Regions from separate parts of the Pan troglodytes genome. Here region 2 is linked to region 1. The links are chromatin contacts, called in public capture Hi-C maps. All regions are on one chromosome and are shown on one strand. The core of a region is the stretch at or near the end of the contact, and the rest is flanking DNA. Distances in the headings are between cores, read along the strand shown.

The links. Capture Hi-C pulls out chosen DNA fragments and counts their contacts.
Region 2: a capture Hi-C map of stem cell-derived neural stem cells shows a contact between it and region 1, with 6 times the contacts expected there. The contact joins two enhancer-like sites. A contact is called at or near these places in 3 of 7 Hi-C or Micro-C datasets (induced pluripotent stem cells and stem cell-derived neural progenitor cells) and 1 of 1 other capture datasets (stem cell-derived neural stem cells).

What each region holds. Positions count from the first base shown.
Region 1 is chr2:159,742,551-159,747,960 of NHGRI_mPanTro3-v2.0_pri, forward strand. KCNAB1 (potassium voltage-gated channel subfamily A regulatory beta subunit 1) reads left to right here. Exons shown (of 14, transcript XM_016942215.4): 14 at 3,773-5,410. The coding sequence ends at 3,862. Among named protein-coding and RNA genes, the nearest start is that of SSR3, 20 kb to the right of the region's middle. Within about 2 kb of position 2,526, at least 16 of the 24 cell types and tissues checked have an H3K27ac peak or open chromatin away from gene starts, as enhancers often do. A contact at or near this core is called in induced pluripotent stem cells, stem cell-derived neural progenitor cells and stem cell-derived neural stem cells, where this site is marked.
Region 2 is chr2:160,328,153-160,333,562 of NHGRI_mPanTro3-v2.0_pri, forward strand. No RefSeq gene overlaps it. Among named protein-coding and RNA genes, the nearest start is that of CCNL1, 32 kb to the right of the region's middle. Within about 2 kb of position 2,074, at least 14 of the 24 cell types and tissues checked have an H3K27ac peak or open chromatin away from gene starts, as enhancers often do. A contact at or near this core is called in induced pluripotent stem cells, stem cell-derived neural progenitor cells and stem cell-derived neural stem cells, where this site is marked.

The DNA of each region.
Region 1 (5,410 bases), core at 1,276-3,775:
GGAGCACTTATTCTATGCCTGGCATCATGCTAGGCAGTGGGAGGACTGAGATGAGTAAGAACAGGACCTGGCCTTCAAAGAGCTCATGTGCTGGCTGAGAAACAGTGAATTAAAAAATCTATCCCTTGATTCATTCAACAGATCTTTGAGAGCCTATTGTATACCAGGTACTGGAGATAACACAGGAAAGAAGAAAAACACTGTCTAACCTTCAAGGGATTTTTTACGTGCCAGTAGGAGAGACAGATAAATATGCAAAATGATTTCAGGTTGTGAAAAGGGCTATTAAGTAAATAAATGTTTATTTTACTGAGACTGAGAAATGGGTGAGCCTACATTAAATGTTTTTGCAAAAAGCCCCTCTGGAATATGTTTATTCCGAGGGCTTCATGTGCCTTCATTTTTTACATTCTTTGACAACCATTCACATGTCTTCACACAGCATGTGAAGAGTCCAGGAAAGTGCATTCCAGGGACAGGGAAGAGCAGTGGAAAGGCCCTGAGATGGGAAAGACCTTGACTTTTCCCAGGAACTGCCAGCTAAGGCCAATGTGGTCAACACGTAGTTGAGCACAGGGACAGCAGATGCACTGACGTGGAGAGACAGGCAGGGCCAGGTCTCGCAGGACACCATGGGGTTAGAGTTCATGCTACATGTAACAAGTCCTTGTGGAGGGTTTTAAGAGGAGGGACATGCTCCTATTTGAATGTTTGAAGGTCACTCTGGCTGCCATGCATAAAGTAGAATGAAGGGCAAGGGCAGTCATCCAGGCAGGAGGCGATGGTGGCTTGAATGAGGGTAGTGGCCATGGAGGGGGAGAGAAATGGATGGATTCTGCAGGTTTGGGAAAGAGAGACACCATGGCTTGGCAGAAGAGGGAGGAATTGAGGATTCTTATCATGCTAATACAGGGAGATCACTGCCATTCCTGGGGGCAGTCATAGTGCCTAGGGATGGCATATGAGGCAAGTCTAGGGCTGAGTTTTAAAAGCTGTGGAAATAGGCAAGGCAGCTGACAGGGAAGGGGACATATTTCAGAGGAAAACTCTTGAGTAATTTTTCTTCCCAAAACATTTCCTCCCTAGCAAGGCTTTGGCTGGCAGCAGGATGAGGCTTTGCCTATCCTAAAGGGGACATTATCCATGCAGCAAGACTGCTACCATTGCGGGCTTACCAATCCTCCCCTGTTCTACTTCACCTCCCCCATACCCAGCACTAAAGTCCACCCAAGACGAGTTGTGATTGGGCCCCACAACATGGTGAAAAGCAGACTGGGTGACTAGGGGTGCCCAGCAGTGGTGGGACTGGCTGCAAAAGGATAGAAAATACGGAGCACCAGCAGTTGTAAGAAAATATTTCTAGTAGGCTGGGAAGGCAGCTGCTTCAAGGGATGCCATGTGCCTAAGATGTGCAGGAACGAAGGGGCGTATATAAATCAGAACCCGACAGATGGGAGAGACAAGAGGAGAAACCACAGCTGCAGGCAGCCCACCTTCACCTGCACAGGTTCCATCCTCCCCACTCCCACCTAAAAGGTGGGAGAACCGCCTCTCCCCCTCCTCCCCACATGCCTTAAAACCCTTCTGAGGCTTCCCATCACCCATCAGAGAAGGCCAGGCTCCACAGCAGTCGGGCCTCATCACTCCCCACCACACCTTCCTGGAATCTCAATCTTGAGCCGCTCTCAACCACTCAAGAGCTTCGGCCATAACAGTGGCCCTCTGCCTACAAACTGACCACTATCCCAGCCTAGCAAAATCCTACTCCATCCCCAAGTTCCAGATCAATAGGAACCCAATCCTGGGAGGACTTTACTAATGCCCAGCCAGCCCCAGCAACATTAGCCAGACCTCCCGCAACCCACCACCTATCCCAGGCAGTGTAACATCAAGTTTGCAAAACTAGTAGCCTGTGGGGTGTTTGTAAAATCTGTAGTAGTTTACAGTGTTTCAAAGTGGGGCTTCTCTTGAAAATTCTGGTCTTGTGATACTATGTCTTGTTTTATTCGAGTACTTTTATGGTTTCATTTTTTTAATGTTTAAATCTCTTTCCTATAGAGATTTGCTTTGGTGTAATGAATGAAGGATTCTTCTCCTCACGTGGCTAACCCGCTGTATTTTAGACAAAAAAAAAAAAAAAAATCCAACAAATCCAATTTCTAGGTTTTTGGTCTCATTGTTACAATCTCATTTTAAATAACACATTCGCTGTTTGGACACTGAAATTCCAGAGCTAGTGGGAAACCAAATTCTTCCTTCAGCTTCAGACAGTAAAACATTAACCAGAATGAAGTTTCCCAGGCTGGCAGCTCTATTTTGCCAAACCCTAAGGCTTCTGAGGATAGCACTTGACTGGAGACAAGGTCACCTTGGCCAGCAGGATTGCAACAAAGGAAGAATGAGGTTGAAACCTCAGAATTGGTCGTCAGAATTGTATTTCACCACAGTCTCCACACAGGGTCAGACTTTTCCAGTGAGAAAGTCTGCCTTTGTCCCTTGTCTTATGGTGTAATGTGTACCCTTGGCCCACTTCTCACAGTAAATGCTAGCCTTGGATGAGCTCATCCTTTCCCGGGGCTTCAGTCAGCGTGTCGGTGCAAATGACTCACAAACCCTCAACTCCAGTACTCCGGCAGCTACTAAGCTCCACAGCTGCACTTGCAGCTGCTCAGTCACTCCTAGGTGGATATTCCACAGGCACTTTACACTCAACACATCCTATTCCCTCCCAACTTCTTATTCCCCAAACTACTACTCCTTTGGTTTCTAATCTCAATAATCAATACCAATATACTTCTAGTTACTCAGTCTTGAAACCACCATCTTCCCCCAAAATGTCTCTCAGGTCCACTTTTCTGCTCCACTGCCCTAGTTAAGGCCCTATTGCCTGGCTTGGATTGTAATACATATCTAACATCTGTGTCCCCTTTCAACCTCCTCCAGCTCATCCTTCAAACTACCTCCAGGTGTCTGATAGGGTTACTCCTAGATCAGAAGTCCTGACAGGTTCCCCACTGCCTAAAGTGGGGACTCCATAAAATGGCATTCAAGGCTTTCCACACTCTTATCCCATTCTTACCATCCGTATCCTGTTCTTAGCATCCCCACACCTACACCAATCACTGTATACTATCACTCCAGTTCACTTTTCCATGCTATTCCATCTACCTGGGATGCCTGTTAAACCCCAGCCATCCTTCACCAGGGATAAGACCACCAGTCAGAATAAATCTCTCCTTAGTCTCTAGACCTGTGCTGTGTACTACTATGGTTCTAGCCACATGTGGCTATTGTATGCGGGAAAGATGGTGAGTCCAAACAGAGATGTGCTTTAAGTGTAACATGTTCACAAGATGTGACTTATACCAAAAACAACTGTCAAGTATCTTTTCTATATTGATTACATGTTGAAATAATGTTTTGGATATAATGAAGTAAAAACATGTATTAATTTCACTGTTCTTTTTAAGGTATCTAATAGAAAATTTAAAATTACAAATGTGGCTTGCATTATATTTCTGTTGGATAGAGCTGCTCTATATTTCTATGAGCCTTCACTTATGCCTTTATGCCTTCATTTATGCAGTCAATCAGCAAGGCCCCTGACCTCAAGGAGCTTACAATGTGATGGTGTTGGGGGCGGGGGGCTTAGATTTCAGCTGTGGTTTATGAAGATATATGATTCTAGATTACTTTGCTAAATATAGAGCACAAAAAACTGAATGATCAACACTGCTAACAATATCCTTTGTACTTCTCCTCCTGCTCTCAGGTTCTCCCAAAGATGACATCACATGTGGTAAATGAGATTGATAACATACTGCGCAACAAGCCCTACAGCAAGAAGGACTATAGATCATAAGGCAATGCATGAACCACAGAAGCTGCATGGTTAAAATAGCGGCCTGTGCCCAGTACAGAAAGGTGTTACTAACCAGTCTTTTGAATCACTTAGCAGCTTGCTGCTCAACCTCTAGTGTCCCTCCCTGGATTCTTTGAGGTGTCTGCTGTCGCTACCACTGTGCACATCTGAAAACTCACAACCAAGAAAAGCCATTCTATTTTCTTATCTTGGACTGGAGTCACCTATTCTTGCATTGCTGTATACACCTCATGCTTATGCAATGGGAAGAATATGGGGGCCAGGGGGTGTGGTACTACCTTCAGGCATTTGGTAACTCAAAGAAGGCTGTACAGATATATTTTTTCAAAAGAACAAAATCCACAGATGCAATGTGAGTTGCATAAGAAACAGAGTAGATAGACTAAATTCAGTGAAGGAAAAGAATTGAGAGATTTTTCTTAGTAAATAGATTATTGTTAAGTAAATAGTTATTAAAAATATATCTCACTGCAAAAAAAAAAACAGTATCTTCACTCAAAAGTCTTGCTTGGAAGAATAAGCAGAAAGAATTTTATATATTTTTTTTCTATTTTCACATTCATACTAACAAGTTTTGTTCCATTTGTTATTCAATAAAACAAAAATTTCTAGGTATTTGTTTTATTACCTTTCAAATATTTACTGTTGCTTGGCCCCAAGAATGGCCTTGTACAACTTATCCAGAATGTCTATTAGGATTCTAATGTTATGTCCACTTACAAGTAGAGACAGTAAAAGGATGAATACCCAATCTTTAGTGACATTGCAGCTGATTTATAAAAGAGAGGGCTACACTGCTATGGAAACTTAGCTTCAAAGAAAATGCAATGTATCTGCAATTAGGTGTTCATTTTTTACTACATTTTATTAAAACCTGCTTTATACTTTCAACTGCTTATAGGCACAACTTCTGCAAGTTTAAATATTTGAGCTTTACAAATAAACATACACATGCTCAGTTTTTTAAGTAAACCTGTAAAATACCCAGGAAGGCAAATGTTCATTGTTTAATTAGCACTGGGATTTTATAATATAATGTTTGGTATTTTTGAGGCATTGTTAACATGAAAGTCAACCACTGGCTTTGTGAAAAATGCTATGTCACTATTCAGAATATGCTGGGTAAATTAACTTGCCTAGTGAAAAGCAAAATGTTAAAGAACTTCTGGTTCTATAATCATATTATATGCACTAAACTATATGCATGAAAGTTCTTTGCATGGATTAATGGGGCTTACCCTTGTTGCACTCGAAATCTGAGGTGTATCTAGCCCTGCCACTATTGGCTACTTACCCTCATTAATATCCCACTTGAGAAAAATTGTGAGACTATACTGTGTCAATATCTGTAAAAAGAGAGAAAACATGTTTTGTTTTTTTTTTGAAGGGGGTGGTGTGGGAGTGGCCCTTTAACTCTATTTGGCTATCTGAGGATGTGCAAAATTCTCATTTAATTTTCTGGTCAGCAAGTTCCCCACACAGAAATCACTCTGAGGTTTACAGAAGAAGAACTGTAATATTATTATT
Region 2 (5,410 bases), core at 824-3,323, 590 kb after region 1:
TTTGCTATATAGAGTAACACTGTATATTCACAAGTTTCAGAGATTGGGGAATGGACGTCTTTGGGGGACCAGTCCTCTGCCTATTACAGAAGAGGCCCAGGTGCATGAGCTGGGCCTGTGATTCACCTCTCAGAGAACACCCTCCCCCTTGCCTGTGGGTCAGCCAGGAATAATGGTGACAGAGAGGAAAGAGGCTCTGTGTAATCTTGGGGAAAGTACACAATCTGCCAGTACTTCAGTTTCTTCATCTGTGAAATTATAGCCTTAGCTGTCCCTAAAGTCCCTTCCAAATCTAAGCCCTTTGCTCCTTTTATCTTTTGGCAAAATAAGCATTTGAAGAAATCTGGCTATCTCAAGAACCCCAGCTGATCTTCTAATGCACACTGTCAGGCCTCCACCACCCCCGGGCCAAGAGGGAGTCTCTGACAGCTGAATTGTGGAAGCCTCTGGGTGAGGCAAGCAGCCCTTTGCTTTCTCCAAGGAACAAAGAGGGACGAGGAAGGCACTGGTGGGAGGCTTGGGGTGAGAGGCCTCTCCACCAGGGCAATGAGTTATCCTGTCCCTTTCTACTGACTCACCACTGAAGGCCTTGGGCAATTGTGCCAGCCAGAATCACAGAAGTGGCTGTGGACTCAGAGCTAACAGAGTGGTCCACGGAAGCCCCAGTGGACTGAGTCATGGCCAGGCTCTCACAGCCCTCTTCTCGAGTCAGCATCGACTCCCTGTGATCTCCCTGGAGCCTCAGACTCTCAGAAGAGCAGGTCTCAGAACACTGGAGATGAAAGGAACCTGAGACACCATGTCATAAGCCCTGCCCACCAACCTCCCTATCATGTGACTTCTTGGGCTGGTTGTGTTTTTTTTTTTTCCCCAGCTACTCTGATAAATCACATTGTTTGGATGGCTGAGCTCTGTCTCTGGTCTGACTTTAAAATTAAGGTTCACTTTGCCCCTCAACGCCGTGGGTCCAGCTCTCAGGACTCCTCCAGGCTACCTTTACCTTCCATTTTTGAGGTAGTGTCATCTACCAGCAAGAGCTCTGAGCCATAAATCAGGAAACCAGGGCTTCCTGCTTCTGTCCTCTGACCAGACAGAAATGGAGCATTCACCAAGTCACATCATCTCTTTGGGACTCATCAGGGTTTGACTGTGTTTTCCCCAGAGTCCCTTCTAGTACCAACAGGAGAGGATCAGATCATCCTAAAAGCCCTCTTCAATTCTGAAGTCAGTCATCCTCTATCAGAGTTCCTGAACACAGCCAGGCTGGTTCTGCCGGGGATAGCCGTGGCTTGTGACTGCCATGCCTCTCCTCCTCCCAGGAAGGTACAGAATCCACAGCCTCAGGAATGCCAGGCATTCTGCCAAGGGCTCCCTTCCTTTTCTCGGTCTGGTTTCTCAGTCTCTCTCTTCCCAATCTAGACTAGACTGTCACCTCCACTCACCAATCCCGTGGAGGGGTCAGGGGTGGGACGGAGGAGAGCCAGAAACGATGAACTGCGACTCTACTCCTCATCTGTGTGGCAGGCCTGTCATTCCTCCTCCAGTCGGGCCTGCCTAACCAGACCAGCACTGGGGTCACTCTGCGTGTGAGTGGGGAGGGATTCCTGCCTATCCAGTGACCCTGCTTAGTGGGTGGATGCCACCTCTGTCCCTGGAGCACCCGAAGCACCCAGGGGCCCCCACCTACCTGTTTCACTTCTCCAGGGCCTCCGTGTAAGGCCACCTCCCCCACCTCAGGCCTGGCCCCTCTTTGCTAAGGACTGCTTATCCCCAGGATGTTTTTGGCACCTTCTGGGCCACAAAGGTGCTTCCTGTAAAAGAACAAACCGCCCCAGGTTGCCTTTTGACACATCTATTTCAGGGTCAGTTGGCATCTTATGTTTCACCTAAAAAACTGAACAATCTTTTTTCTCTCATCCAGTAAGAAAAGTCTTCTTTTTATTTTCACATGGGTTTATGCACCCCCTGCCCCCCACCTTTTCAGAAGGAGGCTCAGTGCAAGTATCTGTGTTATAAACTAGCTTCCTACACTGGCCCTGCCCCTGCGCGGACTTAGCCTTCCTAAGAAGGGGCTCCTTTTCTCCTGGCATGTGCTCGGCTGCTGGAGAGAAAGGCCTATTGTTCTTCATGTGCCCAGTACACTCTGCCAGGCAACACGCTGGGTGTTCCTCCCAGGAGGTAGAAAACCGCCTCCCCAAGATCGGATCATTTTATACCTTGTGTTTTGTTTGGTTTTGTTTCTGGCCTTTCCTTCTTTGCTGTACCTCCTTCCCGAGCGCTCAGAGCCCATAGAGCACTTATTTCTTTCTGTTCCCTTTGCACAGTGAATTGCCTTTTGTACGCCTTTGATGTGATTGCTCAGCTTCCAAGGGAGGGGAACGAGTGTCTCGTCTCTCCCACCTAGAGGCTCGTGCTGCGTGTGGTCAGGAAGAGAGCGAACAAAGGCGTGCTTGGCCCCGAGGGAGGCTGGGGTAGGGCCCACGCGTGGAATGTAGGGTCTCTTCTGCCCAGAGGTGGAAAGTCGAGCAGTGCTTTGGGGTCTGCGGGGCTCTCCAGCGATGATTTGGGGTGCTCATGGCAGGGCTGAGCTGGGCAACAATATGAGGAGAGGTTTTGCTTCTTGGTCCCTGTCCCATCTGCTTAGAGTATCCGGGTTGTCTGGGGCTCCGAGGGAGGAGCACTACAGCAGGAGCCAGGAATTCGCCTGCCTCTGCCACCGTGTGACCCCGCATGACACTGACCCTCCCAGGGGGAGCCTCCCTTTCCTGGCCCTTGAGTGGGGCAATAACTCCTGCCCCACCCGCTGGCTTTCTGGGTCTCATGTGGTGAGGAGCAAACACGACACTCTCTGAGGAAACGCGGTGAGAAGCAAGAGCCCTTTGTGAGTCAGAGGTGGTGGCTGTTGCTGTCTTTCCCACTGTTTACCAGGCGCCCCCCACCCAATTTCCCGTGAGCATCTAGTGACCCCATGCTACCCCCTTGTGGCCAAAATGCGACTCATCATTCATTGCTGTGAAATTACATTGCTATTAAAATCGTAAGGAAAAATAAATAACGAAAGTAATTAATAATAATGAATATATAGTAATCAACCCAGACTGGAATACCTTTACTTTTCATCAATAAAGCCATAAAATATAATTTTTAATACTTTTTGATGGAGGAAATGGCGCATGAAGAAAAAAGTGCTTAATGTGGGCCCAGACCCAAGGTGAGCGTGGGACTGAGGGCGCCCTTCCCGGCTACTACCCAGCTGCTGGCGGCGCCAGGGAGGCCTGCCCGAGGCCAGACGGTGGCCACTTGCCGAGGGTCCCCTAAAAGGTCCTATATGTCCCCAAGATGATGGGGCCAGGATGAGGAACAGGTGAGAAAGCACTTGGCCGCTCTTCCTCAGCTCTTTAAAATCTTTTCAGGTCCCTCAAGATTACAAAACACTTTAATAGCTATCTTTTTCTTTACTGAGATAGAACCGGTTGTCTGGAGGCAAATTAGAGCTCCTGCATATTGAAAAATAAGTGACCAGTAACTGCGTGTTTCCTCGTTACAATCTCCTTCCTCAGACACAATCTCACCTTCCACTCACCACAGCCCTGAAGTAGAACTATCCTCGTTTTCAGACGAGGAACTTGGGGTCTGAGAGATCATATGCTGGTCAGATGGAGCAACAGCCTGAACCCAGGGATTCTGATATCAAACCCCTCACTTTTTTCTTTTCTTTTTTTGTGGGGGGGGGTGGTTGGGGGGACAGGGTCTCTCACTCTGTCACCCAGGCTGGAGAGCAGTGGTGTGATCACAGCTCACTGCAGCCTCACACATGTGGGCTCAAGCAATCCTACCACCTCAGCCTCCAGAGTAGCTGGGACCACAGGCATGCACCACCACACCCAGCTAATTTTTGTATTTTTAGTAGAGACAGGGTTTCACCATATTGCCCAGGTTGGGGTCGAACTCCTGAGCTCAATGAATCTGCCTGCTTTGCCCTCCCAAAGTGCTGGGATTACAGGTGTAAGCCACCATGCCTGGCTCCCCTTACTTCTTTTACTATGTGAAGGGCTTGGAGTTGAATACTGGGTGAACCCCAGCCCTGCAGAATGAGAACAGTCTATATGGAGAGGAGGAAATGCTGCAAAAAATGTACCAAGACTTTTCCTTCCATACCTGTGGAATAAATCTAGTCAACAGTCATCCTCTAGTCACGATGAATAATCTCGTGGAAACTCATGCCTTTGACCTGGATAAGTGCTTTCCTTTTCCCTTCTCCTCTGGCAGAGATTCCTTCAGAATATTCACCTCTCCAGATGTCTTCTTTACTTTCCCGATAGCCTATGCCCAGGTTTCTGAGGAGTTTCCTTTCAGACGTGGCTTCCTGGTGTTGGTGTTGTAACTGGGATGCAGTCTTGCCCTCTGTGTCCCTCCAGCCGCATGTCCTCCCTCTTTTCCTGAGAAGGCAGGGTCATGGACATCTAGAGACCCACTGCAGAAGTGAGAATTTTGTCGACTTAGTGCCAAGTATTGTCCTGCTTTGATGAAACCAATGAGCACAACACTGAAGAGCTTGTGAGGGTCTGACAGTGGAGGAAGGCGCAGGTGGACAGGCACAGAAGAGCACCCCAGAAGACACCCCTAGAGCACCCCAGAAGACAGTTGGACACCCCCTCTAAAATGCTGCTGGTTGCAGTACCAGGCATCCACAGAAGGGTTTCCAACACTCACAGTGCAGTGAAGTGACACACAGGCTCACTTTCTTACCAATGAGGACCTGAGCCAGAGTGCAGAAAGCCTTCTTGCAGATCTTCCATGTCTGGGGTACACTAAGTGAGATCATATTTGTGTTCTTACACTGTCTAGGAAAGCTCATAGTTCATAAACATCTCTTGTGTACCAGTCTCTGGCATTTTTTAATACATCATCTCATAAACATCAGGAAAACCCTCTGAGGTAAGGATTATTTGCCCTGTTTTGCATATTATTAAATTGAGGTTCAGAGAGGTTAATAGACTTGCCCAAGATCACAAAGCTAATTAGGAGAGTCAGGGCATGATGTGAGCTCCAGAAAATGTTACACCCTTGAAACTATGGTTTGCCTGACCAAGGACACCTCTGGCCACTTTTCTGCTTTGGGGTGGGAGTCCCTTGCATCACATTAGATGAGTGCATATGATCTTTCCATTGATTGCATTTATACATTGAGTGATCAGGTAACTTGGTTACACATGGATATGCCTGCACCCAGAATTGGCCATTGTGCCAGTTTCCTGCCCCCTTCTTCCACCACACACAAAGGCCAAGTCATGATTGTGTCAGTCCCTGTGGCCTCATTCGTCTGTCTGCCACAGATGTCTGAGCAGCTGTGGGGCAACTGACCAAGCACAGAGAGAACGTGGGCTTTGGAGCCAGGCAGGCTTGGATT